Regions from separate parts of the Mus musculus genome. Here regions 2 and 3 are each linked to region 1. The links are chromatin contacts, called in public HiChIP or PLAC-seq and capture Hi-C maps. All regions are on one chromosome and are shown on one strand. Each heading gives the region's core, a stretch centred on a gene start, on an enhancer-like site or on the middle of the called end of the contact. The rest is flanking DNA. Distances are from core to core; before and after follow the strand shown.

Evidence for each region. HiChIP or PLAC-seq counts read pairs in DNA pulled down with a chosen protein or histone mark. Capture Hi-C pulls out chosen DNA fragments and counts their contacts.
Region 2: an HNF4G HiChIP or PLAC-seq map of pancreatic cancer cells shows a contact between it and region 1. The contact joins two enhancer-like sites. A contact is called at or near these places in 2 of 115 datasets of contacts at active chromatin or transcription factors (large pre-B cells and pancreatic cancer cells).
Region 3: a capture Hi-C map of embryonic stem cells shows a contact between it and region 1, with 2.6 times the contacts expected there. The contact joins two enhancer-like sites. A contact is called at or near these places in 1 of 115 datasets of contacts at active chromatin or transcription factors (embryonic stem cells) and 1 of 9 other capture datasets (embryonic stem cells).

Annotation. Positions count from the first base shown.
Region 1 is chr2:170,523,974-170,529,034 of GRCm38.p6, reverse strand. No RefSeq gene overlaps it. Among named protein-coding and RNA genes, the nearest start is that of Gm16796, 15 kb to the right of the region's middle. Within about 2 kb of position 2,329, at least 70 of the 459 cell types and tissues checked have an H3K27ac peak or open chromatin away from gene starts, as enhancers often do. A contact at or near this core is called in embryonic stem cells and pancreatic cancer cells, where this site is marked.
Region 2 is chr2:169,586,531-169,591,591 of GRCm38.p6, reverse strand. No RefSeq gene overlaps it. Among named protein-coding and RNA genes, the nearest start is that of Gm34294, 41 kb to the left of the region's middle. Within about 2 kb of position 2,086, at least 28 of the 459 cell types and tissues checked have an H3K27ac peak or open chromatin away from gene starts, as enhancers often do. A contact at or near this core is called in pancreatic cancer cells, where this site is marked.
Region 3 is chr2:171,228,572-171,233,632 of GRCm38.p6, reverse strand. No RefSeq gene overlaps it. Among named protein-coding and RNA genes, the nearest start is that of Gm46779, 13 kb to the right of the region's middle. Within about 2 kb of position 2,127, at least 5 of the 459 cell types and tissues checked have an H3K27ac peak or open chromatin away from gene starts, as enhancers often do. A contact at or near this core is called in embryonic stem cells, where this site is marked.

The sequences.
Region 1 (5,061 bases), core at 1,080-3,579:
AATGGGAAGATTTTATTAGTTTACCCGCAAGTGTCAATAAACACTGGTGCCCAGCAGCCAGTTCCCTGCGAGCCAGCAGCGGCGCTGTCACGAGGTTAATAACTTCCCTGCTTTATGGACAGGCGGACCCTCTCGGACTGCCTGCCGTGCAGTTTGTTTAGATGTTTTCCTGACCGTATTTTCAAAAGCTCTATCTGTTATTTATTTATTTATTTTGAACTGCTTTCCTTTTGAGCGTCTTTGCAATAATCTCTTTGAAGTCACCATAGCATGGCAACTAAACGCCAGAGTTAACAACTCCCTGGTGGTGCATTTTCTTTAAAAATCCTTGAAATGCTTATTTATTTAAAGGGACCCTCCTTTAGACAGAAGATAGGAAACATTGTTGAATAATGCTGTTTGATCGAAGGTCTGAGATAGGCAAGATTTGATTTAGTTTGCAATTAATTGGAAGGATTTTTGTCGGTGCACGTGGACTCCCACGGCTGCTGCGGTCTCCTTTGGAATTGCAAGGTGTTGCTGGTCTGTGCTCTAGAACCGGCAACTGTTTGTCGTCTCTTCCTTGCTTCCCACCTCTTCATGCCTTAAGGTTGAATGATTTCATAACGATTGAAAGCTGAGAGCTCACACATGCATAGTGTGATGCTTCGTGACAATTACATATTCCGGAGTCGCGTGGGAGATGGGTGGCTGCGCATGCCTGTTCCGGATTATTTTGATTGAGTGAATTGAGGCAGAACACCAGTCCCCGGTGCGTGGCGCCATTCCTCGCCGAGGATCATAGACTATGTAAATGTAGTACCGGAGCCGAGTAGCGTGAACTCATTGCTCTCTGCTTCTTGGCTATGGATGCCTGTGACCAGCTCCCTGTGAGCAGCTCCTGCTGCTATGATGTCTCTATCGGAGCTGATTGTGCCCTGGAACCATGAACCAGAATAACCCCTCCTCCTTTCATTTAAGCTTTCTTTGTATTTTATCACGCAACAGAAAAGGATGACAGAAAGAAACGCATATGTCAAGCTTTACCCGACCAATCAGAATTCTTGCATACGTCCCACCCGACCAATCAGAATTCTTGCATGAGTCCCAACATGGCAACAGCTGCCCAAAGCCAAGAGGTTGTTTCCTCCTGGTGATGGGCTGGGTTACCTCGTTACAGCCATCTCTCCAAATGCCAAGGGTCTAAACAAGAATGCTTTTAGCTTAAAACAAAACCCCCTCTTTTATAGAAGCCAGAAACTTAGTTACTAAGTCCATAGAGAAGGTATAAACTATGGTGACCTAGAAATTTTGGTCACCTACAAGTCCCATAGCTATCACTTATTGTAGGAACAGGACCAAAGATGGGAGGTAAGAGGCGATGGAGTCACGCGATGAATCCTGGGCATCAGACTCCAGAGATCAGCATCCGGGTACAGATCTGAGCTTATTGACCAGTGTATACGTTTATATAAAGTGTTTGACCCAAGCCCAAACCCCTAAATCCTCAGCCAATCATATCTCACCACACCATCACCATGCTCCAATGAAAGCCCTGCCTGATGAGGTAACTCAGAAGGAGCAGAGGAAGGGGAGTCCGGGAACCATCACCTGTTAGGACTTCCGTGAAGAAGGGGAAGCAGCCATCGCCCTTTTGTTCCTCAGTTCCTTTTGCTGTCTCTCTGGTGTTCCGGGAGCCATCTTAGATCTAATGCTGTGTGTGTGGCGGATCAGGTCTCTTCAAGGAGTAGCAGGAGCCTGCAGCGCCTCGCTCTGCATCCCACTTTTCCCTGACAAGGTTGACCTCCGCACCCCCCACAACTTATCCAGCGTGTCTCATTCATTTAAATGAGATAGATCCTCGGCTACCAGAAGTATCCGAGTCACACCGAGGAAAGCAAGACGCGGTTTACTCCACTCGCTGTGGGAAGTACCACAATCATCCAACAGTCCGGTGTGGCCTAACTCGGGTTCTTTGTATAGCGCTGGCATTTCTGGATATTGTAATCGTCTGTCCTCACATTCCTTGTTCTGGGCAGCAACGAAAGCCCTCTGTTCTTGGCCATAGAGGAAGGCATGTTACTGCCTTTCAGCTGCCTTGGTTTTGTCTGAGTAGCCGCTGTAATGTCAAAACTAAGCCGCATTTTACGCTTGCTAGTTGTTCTTGCATAGGGTACATGGCTGTTGTCACACACATGGAATGTAGACAGGTAATTCCTGTTGTGTGAAATATATTTTTTTAAAAAGGCAATCCACGCTACCGCTAGCATGTCACCAGAGCACAGGCCAGCCTGTTCTCAGCCCGGCCTACTCTCTGACTCAGAGCTCTGTAATCTCTCCACCCAGCTCACTAAGTTTCCATGATTGGCCACTGCCAAGCACGCCCCACACTTCCGGATTCCTGTGGCTGGCTAGGGTGACCTGCGTCCATACCTTTCTCTGGAACTCAGTTGAGTTGCCAAGTTAAGGCAAACACCACACACTCTTAGTTTAGAATCTACAGGTAACACCATCGCTGGGCACAGAAACTAGCATCTTAATTTGGTAAGCTATAAGTTATAAATCTCCTAGTGGTGCATCCCAGGGGATCTGCCACCTAAACCGGGGACCTCTTGCTACCTACATTGGCTTTGATTTTTCTCAGCCCTAATTTTAATAACGGTTCTTAAATACTTTAACCTCCCTTCTAGCCCACCACCCACCAGAGGTAGTGTAAAAGAAAGGTTATTAGGATATGGGGAAGTAGACCTGTTTACAAACTGTTCTTTGGAGCAACTCCCATCTGCATTGTCAGAAAATCAGCAGTTCTGTTCACAGAAATCAGTAGTGGCAGCTCAGACCACTGGCAAACACTTCATGAATACACCAGCAGTCCAGTTCAGTAGAGTAGGGACAGCAAACAGGAATCAGCAGTGGTGACACAGCCTAGCAGAGACAGCCAGGCCTCAGCCACATTGGCATGAGTCAGCAGGAGGGACCAGGACCACCAGGGATACCAAGAGACCTTCTTTGCTGTCTTTCTCTCAATGAAGTGAAGATTAGAGACCAAGAGATGGGGGAAAAGTTAGTGCAACAGTCTCTGTGGTGTTTTCTTTTTTTTTTTTTTCTTTTTCTGTTTTGTTTTGTTTTGTTTTGTTTTTTGAGACAGGGTTTCTCTGTGTAGCCCTGGCTGTCTTGGAACTCACTTTGTAGACCAGGCTGGCCTCAAGCTCAGAAATTCACCTGCCTCTGCCTCCCGAGTGCTGGGATTAAAGGCATGTGCCACCACGCCCGGTGTAGTGTTTTCTTTTATGCTGAAGGGTTAAGGCAGGTAAATTTGCTTAGGACTCATGAATATCCTAGCGGAGGCAATGTGTTCAGGGTTCCTACTGTAACCGAGAATTCCTGGAAAAATGCGATGCTGGCAAAAGCTGATTGTCAGTGATGTGGGGGACATTGGAATGTTGCAGGCTCAGAGTCTGATCATAATTTCCCCGAGGCTATCCTTAGCCCCCTGCTATCCATTCCTTGCCCATGTCCGCGTCTGCCTTAACATTTTGTGTTTAACAGTAAAAACCTTGGGAATATGCAAAAACCCCCATTTCCCACCAATCTGAGGGCTAAGAATGCATGCTCACAGGCAGCATCCAAGGCTCACAGGTGAGGTTGTCTGCTTGGCTGTTCCATCTCTCTGATGTTCCCACCAAGGTCTTGATTCATGCCTGTTTTTTGTTCTGTTTCTATAAACACTTCCCTGAACTACTGCCATGTTGGACAACGGAATTTGGAGTAGCCAAATGTGTGCTCCTTGGCTGCCACCACTCATTATTGGCTCCAGAATCAACTCTTTCATCACGTTGGGGGTGAGAATTGTGGTTTTTGTGTTGACACTGCGAAAGTCACTTAGGAGTTGGTCCACACAATGTTAACTGTGGTGCAAGCTACACAAGGATGACGTCACCTCGCTGCATGGCTTTCAGTGGCCCCACAGGCCTCTGGGTTTTCACAGGGCCAAACACAGCAGGCAGTATTTATGGAGGGAGCCCTTACTCCATCCCGGGACTTGTGGGTAATGCACAGCATGCTGGAGTTGTCTCACACACTCCTTCAGCTAGGCTATGACAGGAGCTGCATCCTGGGTGGGAGGAGAAGCAAGAAAAGACACAGTGAGGTCCCACAGAGCCTTACCAGGTCCAGGTCTGCGCCTGCCCCACAGTGTAGCCTTCAAAAGTGGCTTCTCCAGTCATCTAAAAAAGTCAGAGTCTCCTCATTTGAAAAAGAGGGCTAACAGATTGAATCACAACAGTTCTAACTCGAGAAGTGGAGCGACTGGAGGTTCCCATTGTCCTCTTCCCTACCTTTCCCAGTATTTAATCCTCTAGAAAAAGCTGTCTTAGTCAGGATTTCTATTGCTTTGATATAATGCCATGACCAAAAGGCAAGCTGGAGAGGAAAGGGTTAATTTCAGCTCGTACTTCCAGGGAACAGTCCATCACTGAGGGAAGTCAGGACAGGAACTCAAACAGGGCAGGAACCTGGAGGCAGGAGCTGATGCAGAGGCCATGGAGGAATGCTGCTTACTGGCTTGCTACCCATGACTTGCTCAGCTTGCTTTCTTATAGAACCCAGGACCACCAGCCTTGGGATGGCCCCACCCACAATGGGCTGGCCCTTCTCCATCATTCACTAATCAAGAAAATGCTGTACAGACCTGTGTGAAGCCTGATCTTATGGAGGCATTTTCTTAATTGAGGTTCCTCCTCTAACATAGTTTAGCTCCTGTCAGGCTGATATAAACTAGCCAGTACAAGCTTTCGCAAAAATTAAAAATATACCAAGTTTCTGTCTTGCCCAGGAAGAGCATTCACATAACCACTGTGCCGTCGTTTCCTTTTGAAGTTATTTTTTTTGACTATTGCTGCGGTGGGTGGTTGTGATACAGCAGGTGTGTTGATGGCAGAGGGCAACTTTAGGGAGATCTTTCTACCACAAGATCCACAGACAGATCCATGTCAGAGCTGTGTAGCAAGTGCTTTCCCTGCTGAGTCATCCTCCTGCCCCATGGCATCCTTTCTTATCCCTGGCTGTGCTCCTGTTCCCCTA
Region 2 (5,061 bases), core at 837-3,336, 940 kb after region 1:
ATCTAGTGCTTGGACGTACCCGTGGCCTTACCCAGTGAATGGGCTTGTGTTCTGTTCCCCACTGCTCCACGCAGAACCAGCTATGCTCACCAGGGAGGGCCTTGGCATGGCTTGAGAAGAGTTCAGCTAAACAGGGTTTGATTCTGAAGATCTTTGCACTCTTCCAACACCCCAGCTCACCTTTCCTTCTTCCTTCTCTGAGGAAGTGAGTCTCCTGAGGATTGTGCAGGCATAGCTGGAGGAAACCCTTGCTCCCTCCCCCACCCCCCCCTTTTTTTTTGCAATAACTTCTGCCAGGTCTCTGAGAAGGAAACTGGAGTCTCCCTCATTCCTGCATTTGCTTCTGCACCAAGCATTTAGTAGGGCTTGAAGAAGTGCCAAACATTCTACACACAGGTGTTGGGAGTGGCCTCTGTTTTTAATGGGCAAATCGTTATTGGGGGAGAATAGAAAAGTAGCAGGCAGAAAAGAAAAATGTAGACTATGGCAGAGTTGGAAAGTTGATGCCATGCAGGGGGTTGACAAGGGAGACCTAAGAGGCGATTGCCTGCTTCAGATGCGTAGGAAGGAACCAACTTGCCCCCAGAAGGAAGACATGGGCCCATGGAGCTACAGCTGGAAGGGCAGGGTTCAGAGAGATTGGTGTGAGGTGGCTCCTGAGCAGGAACAGCGGGGCATGCTGGGTAGAACTCCACACGCTGCAGGAAGAACCTGTGCTTTATTGGGGGCTCTGGGTGGTCTGAAGCAATGTAAGCAGTCCGAGTTCTGATATGCCCTGACTTTAAAACTCTCTGCTTTGAAGATGGGTTGGACTTGATACCAGAGAGTAGGAGTTGTGGGCGGGCAGGATAGAGGGACTCCACCCAAAAGCACAAAAACCCAAGTGTCTCTGCAAGTCTAAGCCGTGCAGTCGTAGACACAGAAAACATTGATCAGCCAACCTCCACAGACCACAGACCGCCTTGTGAACAAAGCTAACAGGTCACGGCGAAGGCAGCTTCAAAATAGCCCAAAGCCAACATCTAATCTTCCCAGCAAGGCGGGGACCTCCCAGGTGGCTGAGTCACAGAAGGTCAAAGAACAGCAGGCAGCATAGGAGCGTAGGATATTGACTTTAGAGATCTGTGAACTTCATGGACCTTTTATCCCAGGGTAGCAAAGGCCTCCAAGGTCAGCTCTACCCCATCATCATCATCATCGTCATCATCATCATCATCACCATTTTTCTCTGGCTTTAAAGAAACAAACGTGGCTTTCCCAGTGATCTCTAACCTCTTAAAGGCAGGAAAATAACATCCACAGATTTGAGCTTCCTATGCCCCGGTAGAAATGAGTGTCAACACCAAAATTACTTCTTTCAAAGTCTTGCTGGGGTATCCTCCATGACATCTGGGACACAGCACCCAACAACTGCACCTCGCTCGGTAAAGGCTCTTCTCACTTAAAGCCAGAGCTCAGCACTGAGAATGACTGAGCAGAAAAGGAAGGAGCATCACCAAGCTCAGGTCTCACACAGAAGGCAGGGAGCCCTGACTGAATGCGGGATGTCACCTACGGGGAGAAGTCAGAGCCACTCTAAGGCTCAAACTAAACCACATCGGATTAGAATACTGCACCCAGTCACGGGGTGTTTTCCACTCTGCGGGTTCTGAGTTTCCTTGAGGTGACTCACACAGAGAGAATGGCTGGCCTTGGCTGTTCAGGTATTCACCCACCGTTTGTCTTTTCTGCGATTGGATGGGACAGAACTGCAGTTTCCAGGGCTGGGAACTGGTTGGGGCAGAAAGGTAACTAAAGCGTTTTGGAGCTGAACTTACAAGGGAGAAATGGAAAGTGTAATGACGTCTGATGCACTAAGGTTGGGGTGGTTTGTATCGGAATCACTGAGAAACAGCAAGGCTGGAAACAGTGGCCAAGTGCCTACGAGGGACTACGTACTGCCTACTATGTGAACTTACCATGTGGTTGAGACCACTGAAGATGGTCTCATACTTCAGGGAGAGAAGAGAGAGACAAACACAGGGCAGAGTTATGACGGTTTCCAATTTTGGAACCGCCAAGGTGGATGTTAGGGGAAGGTGAGTCATGAAGGTTACCCTGAGGTCAGGTGACATTTTGTTGAGACCTGTCAGGTAAAAACCACCCAAGGATGGATTCAAACAGAGCTTGCTGCCACAGGGCTGGGGCTGGCAGAACATGGAGGAGCCAAGTACTGCCCCCCATCCTCACCCCCTAACCTGCCACCTGACTTCCTGAGAAGTCCAAGATGAGGATGGGATTCAACAGGATTGAAAGAAAAGAAAAATCTCTTGGCGGGAATCCTCCGACTGATCAGGGCAGAGTGAACTCAGAGGACGTGGTGCACTCAGAGAGCCTGGTCTGCTCCATCAGGAGCTCTGCCCACTGCAAAAAGGCCATGCTAACAATTTGGGGCTCAAGATTTAACCCCAATTCTTACTAACCTTTGCCCCTCAGTTGTTTCCTCTTTCTCCTTTTCCTTCCTTCCTTCCTTCCTTCCTTCCTTCCTTCCTTCCTTCCTTCCTTCCTGCTCATGACCTTCCCTTCTTCCTCGCTCCCTTTCTCTCGCCACTCTTTCTCTTACGTACGTGTGTATTTGTACATGTGTGTGCATGCTGAGGGGTGGGTGCCCACGATGCCTGGGGGAAGGGGTCAGATTCCTTGGAATTGGAGATACAGGCAGACGTGAGCTGCCCTGTATGGGTGCTGGAATTCCAACTCCACAAGAGAAGTAGACCTTAATCACTCTGTTAATCCCTCCCTTCCCCTCCCCCCTCTCTTCCTTTTCCTCCCCTCCCCTCCTTTCATTCCCCTCCCCTATCCGCCTCTCCTTTCCCCTCCCATTTTAGCCTTGAGAGTGAAGAAGCAAAGGTTTGAAGGCGTGAGGGCCAGGAGGATGGCTGGACCAGTGAGTGCTTGCCACTCAAGCCCAAAAGCCTGAGTCCAAGCCCCAGAATTCACAGGATAAAACAAGACTTGTGCTTGTGACTGCAGCTCTGAGAGGGGGAGAGGTAGGCGGAGCTCTGGGGCCCCACTGGCCAGCAAATACAGCCTAACTGGTCATTCCAGGTCAGTATGAGATCCTGCCTCCATATTAAGGTGGACAAGCCCTGAAGAACCATACCTGAGATCAATCTGACTTCTGCATACATGCACACACACATGCAGATACACACATTCACACACACATATATGCATGTATGTGTATGTATATGTATATATACATTCACCTGAGATCAATCTGACTTCTGCATACATGCACACACACATGCAGATACACACATTCACACACACATATATGCATGTATGTGTATGTATATGTATATATACATTCACCTGAGATCAATCTGACTTCTGCATACATGCACACACACATGCAGATACACACATTCACACACACATATATGCATGTATGTGTATGTATATGTATATATACATTCACCTGAGATCAATCTGACTTCTGCATACATGCACACACACATGCAGATACACACATTCACACACACATATATGCATGTATGTGTATGTATATGTATATATACATTCACCTGGGATCAATCTGACTTCTGCATACATGCACACACACATGCAGATACACACATTCACACACACATATATGCATGTATGTGTATGTATATGTATATATACATTCACCTGAGATCAATCTGACTTCTGCATACATGCACACACACATGCAGATACACACATTCACACACACATATATGCATGTATGTGTATGTATATGTATATATACATTCACCTGAGATCAATCTGACTTCTGCATACATGCACACACACATGCAGATACACACATTCACACACACATATATGCATGTATGTGTATGTATATGTATATATACATTCACCTGAGATCAATCTGACTTCTGCATACATGCACACACACATGCAGATACACACATTCACACACACATATATGCATGTATGTGTATGTATATGTATATATACATTCACCTGGGATCAATCTGACTTCTGCATACATGCACACACACATGCAGATACACACATTCACACACACACATATGCATGTATGTGTATGTATATATATATATATATACATACACACACCATACACAATTCACATATACGTACAAACACATGCACACACATATACATACATGTTGTGGATAGCCCTGGGGTTGCTTTTATTTTTATGATAATTCTGCTTTCCTGGGAGGGGCTGCAAACAAGGAATGAGTCACATACTCAGGTGACTTCTTGTGAACCATCCCCTAATGAATAAAGGGAACCAATCACTGGGCCAGTAGGCGGGACTTCGGGGTTGGAGGGGGGAGGAGAGGAGCAGGAGTGGGAGAGGACTTTTTGGATAGGGTTAGCGAGAAGGTAAGATGTAGCTACTAGTGTCTCCCAGCTTACAGCAAATCCGCCAGGATTTAGATTTAATACTGCTTATCAGATTAGGATTCCAGTTGTTGCGCCCAGTGGTTATCTTTGTTTCTGAACTAAGTTTATGTGGTGTTTTTCTTCTCAAGATAACTCATCTGGGTTCAAGAGAGAAAATGGTACAGGGCAGCAAAGTGTGGGCTTGCCAGATGTTCACCACAAAGGCTGTGGGGGTGGGGTTTGAGGCATGGGGCTGGAGTGGTAGCAACACACCAGTGGGAACCTAGCAAGCTAGGTGGAGAGATTTTGGAGGTCTGAGTCAGAGAGTTTACACGAGATAAGAATAGGTTAGTCATTGCCGCCAGTGTATAGCTATAGCTGGCCAGCCCACAGGACAGAGAGTAGCTGGGTGAAGCACATGAACTTGCCATTCATTTTAATATTTCCCGCAACACATACACACATATGCACATATACACACATGTGTATACACACACACACACACAGAGAGAGGCTTAGGCTCACTAGAAGCTGACTGCAGTGATGATTCCAGTCTCCACCTTTCCTGCCTGCCCCTGGAGAGCCCTCTGAAATGCTCGGGTGGCTAATGGGGAATACACAGAATTTGGATTTGTTTTTTTTTTTTTTTTTTTTTTTGTAGATGAGGCAAGACACCCAGAA
Region 3 (5,061 bases), core at 878-3,377, 700 kb before region 1:
CTACGTAGAATGAAATAACAGTTGAGTCTACTATTTACCACAGACCCACTGAACTGGAGTAGTACAGCTTACTCAGAACTTGATGAGCCAAACTACAATTTATAAGAACATGATAAAAAAAAAAAAAAACAAAACAAAAAAAAAAAAAAACAAATACTAAAACATGCTCAAGTAAGAGAAAAAAATGAGAAGAAAATAAAATTGAGGAATAAGAACAAACTCAATATAAATAATAATACGGCAGGCTTAGACCCTAAAATATAATTGAAACATAGCTAAGCATACCAATTATAAGGCAAGACTGAATTATATTTGTCAGACTGAATTTAAAACAGACACAGAACAGGAACATGACCCAAGTATTTCTGTCTACAAGGCTGTCTCAAATACCATGATATAATACCATGATATAATTAGATACCCATAGAAAACACTGAAAGTCAGCAGAAGAAAGGAATTACCTGGAGCTGGATAGATGGCTTCATGGCAAGGATCACATATTCCTCCTACAGAGGACAGAGGTTCAATGTCCAGAGCTCATGTTAGGTGGATCACAACCTGCAGTAACTCTAATTCCAGGGCACTAAGCACTGCCATCTGCTGGCTTCTGCTTTTCTCTACTGCCCCCTGCTGCCCTCCTTGGGCACTGCATTCATATGTCTACACACACACACACACACACACACACACACACACACACAAATAAAATCTAAGAAAATGCAAAAGAAAGAATGAACTCCTTATAAATGAAAGTTTAATGAACTTTGATAGCAAGACATTCCCTGTCCAACTCAGCCTGAAGACCCATGCTACATAACTTCAGAAATACTCTCAAAATGATAGGGTATGGGAAAGGACAGCAGAGGAACACAGCTATGGAACGCAGACATAGAGAGTCACAGGAATGTTGGTGTGCATACCAAGAAGGAGCATGGGGGATACAGTTACAAATCCATGTTATAGTTGTATATAATGAGTATGATGGTGACTGCATGAATATACACATGGCATAAGACATTCCATATGAATGTAGGCTAGAAAGATGAGGTACAAACTGAAGAGGTTTTTTATATAGTTAACAATTATCAGACCCACCAATTTCCTGGTTTTAACATTATTCTGCAGTTATATAAGACACCACATTCGGGGTAAGAGAGTAAAGGGTGCCTGGGATACTGCATGGTTTTTCTTTCTGTTGTTGTTGTTGTTGTTTTGAAATTTCTTGAGTTGATAATTTATGTGAAGACCTTATCTAAAAAAAATTATTGATGGTTCTCCCAACAGAAACTGTCTTTGCCCTGACCTTTGACCCTGTGGGTCTTCCTGACCTTTGACCCTGTGGGTCTTTCTGGCTGCTGCAATGAATAAGAAGTGGCAGAGGTGAAGCCCCTGGTCTCTGAGATTTAGAAATGGCTCGGAAGCTTCTGCTAGTTGCTTTCTAGGACTTGATTGGATGCCCAGAGCACTCCAATGTCAGGAGCAACTGCCAGCCCCTACAGCTCACCCAGGAAGGCCCTGTAGAGGAGAAGATGATGCCTGAGTGCCCCAGATGTTCCTGTCCAGAGGTTGAGTCCTTCCCAGCCCTGGTACCAAGTATCCTCAGGTAAACCTCTTGAGGTGACCTCAGTCTCAGCCAACGTCTGGAAGGAGTTATGTGCAAGAGTTTGAGCTCAGTCAGTCCTCAAACTCAGCAAGTGAAGAAAGTGAATTGCTCATGATGTAAGCCACTGATCTGTTGTGGTTTGTTGTCTCTGCCAATTTCTCCATTGACTCTTGATGGGTGAACTCCCATTACCTTAGCACTTTAATGCGTCTAGCATTCCCCCCTCACAGCTGGACAGCTATATTTGTTCCAAGTCAGTTTCAAAAGCTACATATCATTGGCCTGGGTGGTGTCACTTAAACATGTGGAATCTTGTTACTCTTCCTCAAGCCTGACTCTTGCTCTAACAATGAGCCTAAGAAATGTTGTCAGGGTCTTAGCATGTTCTCAGTGATGTTTTCTGAAGAGTGCTGAGAGCTATTTCTTTCTCAAAATGAACAGAATGCTATTACCATATCAGAGAGAGGGCAGGGCAGGTATACGTCCCTAGGACTTTGGGGCTTCCCATGTGCCTGCCACCTGACTTCCTGGACTCCCAATGAAGAAAACAAGTCATTCAATTGCTAATTGGTTTGTCTATTGATGGAGCCTAAAGCGACCTTGACATCTGGAAAACTTGACTCTATGTGCAACTGCGTACTGTCAAAGGTGGGGCGGGAGGATGTCGAATCTCCCAAATAAAGGCAGGAAAAGAACATCTCTAAGCTCTTCAGTCCTCTCCCCTTCCCCACAATCAACAGCCCAAGAATCACAGACAAAACAAAAACAAGCCATTGCTGGAGTGTAAACTGTGCAAACTGCCAAAGGATGAATGGTGCTGGTTCCAGCCCCTGACTGCTGAGGAGAGCCTAGAAGGAAAGGAGTCCTCTGTTTTCAGTGTTTGTTAATGAAGCCCCCTTTGATGGACAGTCCCCAAAATTTGGTGTTTCAGTGAATAACTGTGATTCACAGCATCCTGGCCGGCCGATGTAATAGTGCACTATGCTGGAAATGATTATCAGGCTGATAGAAGTATCACATGTGATTTAGAGTGCTGCTTGCCACCAGGAACCTTTGCGGGGGGGGGGGGGAGGGGGTCACAGGAAGCGGCTTGATGCTATAAATGTGGACAAGCAGAGAGAAGGTGGCCGGATGGTGACTCCTCCGGAAAGGCAATTAGCCTGACGTTGCTCCTGCCACCATGAATTAGGCGGGAATTAATGGGTCTCTTGTTCCATTCACACCTGTGCTCACCCCTAGGCACTTCACCTCACCGTGGAGTGAGTTCACACTCCGTGCTTTCCAGGTGCTGAGCAAACCATTCACACTTGTCAAGAACATCGCTACCTCTGGCTGGCTGAATCCCAGAGACGAATGCTTCCCCTCGCATTTCTGGAGTAACACACCTGCCACTCTCCTTACACTTCTCTCACCAATACGACTAGAATATAACCGTCTCCCACAAATACAGTCCTTCCTCAGCCAACTTCCACTGAAAGCCCCGTGCCACTCCCCGGGTTCCTATGCCAATCTCTGGGTTTTGCTTGCCCTTTAATTATTCTGCATGTGGTGACACAGCTAGGCAAAAGAACGGTGTCCAAGTCTGTTGAGAGTACTCAGTGTGGGCTGGACTCTGCTCTGACTATCTTACATGCCTGGCCCTTCTCAATCTCTCAACAGCTACTTTCCTCATGATCCAGAGAAGGAGATCAAGAGGGAGTGGGTTAAGAACCAAGCCCCAAGGGCTCCAGAGGGACTCAGTTTGTAACGCACTCAACTGTTATGCAAGAATGAAGACCCAAATTCTATCCCTCATTCCCCTAGAATAATAAAAATAAAAAGGCAGGGTCATGCATGTTTGCAATCCCAGGATTCCAAAGGCAGAGAGAGACACGGGTTCCCTGGCCAGCCTGCCTAACTAAATTGGTGAATTCTAGTAAAGTGAGATAGCTTGTTTTAAAACTCAAGACAGATGTCACACTGGGAATATCAATTCAGGGTTGATATCTGGCCATGGCATGCACATTCACACATGTGCACCTGCATAGACAGTGACCCCACCCCCACCCCATATACAACCAAAGGACATATATTACACAAAGGACTCAAATAGTAGATGGCCCCAAATATTTCACTCAGCACTTCTGTTTTTGTCCAGTAGAAAGGAGACAGACATTCTGGCTGATGGTGACAAACTGAAGACAATAGACAGAGCACCTGTGGCCAATGGTATTGAAAATTTAATCTTGGGACTTGGGAGCTAAGTAACATTGTCTACTTCTTGACACCTTCAGCCCACAGTGGTCACCAGGTAGGATATGTGAGAAGCTTTGTGTGCCTGACTGAGGTGTTTATGGAACTGGTTGTGATTGGCAGAGCCTTCGCGATTGCCAATATTTATGCTGTAGCCTGCCTCCCACTAGGAGTACCAGGAATCCAAAGAGAGAGGGGCCTTCTGCACCAGCAAGTGGAATCCATCCCTGTGGGGCTGCAGATGGTTCCACAGGGTTTACCCCCATGCCTTTGTGGTATTAATTAGCTATAGGACATCCCAGGGTCTTGAGCCTGCTGACTTTCACCAGCAGACACTCAGGCCATTGTAAGTCCCAGAATCAATACGATTTTGGTGGCTACTGATTTCCCAGAGCAGTGCCTTTGCTGCATGTTGTTGGACCTCTCACTTGGGGCTATGTTCTGTAGTCAGTCTGTCACTGGCAGACATGTAAAATAATCACCATTTGTTCATGTCAGAATTGACCCCCAATCTACAGTCTTCAATCATCATCAAGTTCAACACACACCATGCGATCTACCTGCACCTAAAACATCAGTCTGTCTCAGACCTAGACTTCCATCATTTACTGTCAGGATTGCAGAATCACGAGGCTCCTTCCCTCCCACCCCCATCTGCTTGCCCCAGCCCTGACATGTCTGAGCCCTCAAGTTCATTAACTTTGTGAAGCTGACCAGTGCATAACTGTAGTGCATTTCTTCAGCCCTCAAGCTGAAATGCATACAGGCTCTGAACAGACGTGGTAGACTGAATGAACAGCCTGGCTGCCTGCACTGATTCTCAGAGCCGGGAAATTATTTCTGGGTCAAAATATGAGACAAAGGTGGCCATTTTGTTTTTTTTATAGTGTCTTCCCAGAAATCCATACTGTATATGTACGATCTATGAACTCTCCCCCCCCTCCATTGAAATTGATAGCCTTTAATTGTCATAAAAAATCTTGTATGGACCAAATTAATTGTCTATGAAACAATGTAAGCTTAAGCTCTGCCATTTTGTTTTGGAAAATCTGCTGATGTATAAGCTTTAGGGTTAAAAATAAATCAATTAGCAAATTTTCTTTAGTTTTTCAGGAGTATAAAAACCACATTCACTGTCTGTCCTGACACAGTTGGGTAAAGGATTGTCTGATTGATTTCTTAATTTTTTTTTCTGCTTAAAGTATTTTCTTCTGGAAGCTGAGTTC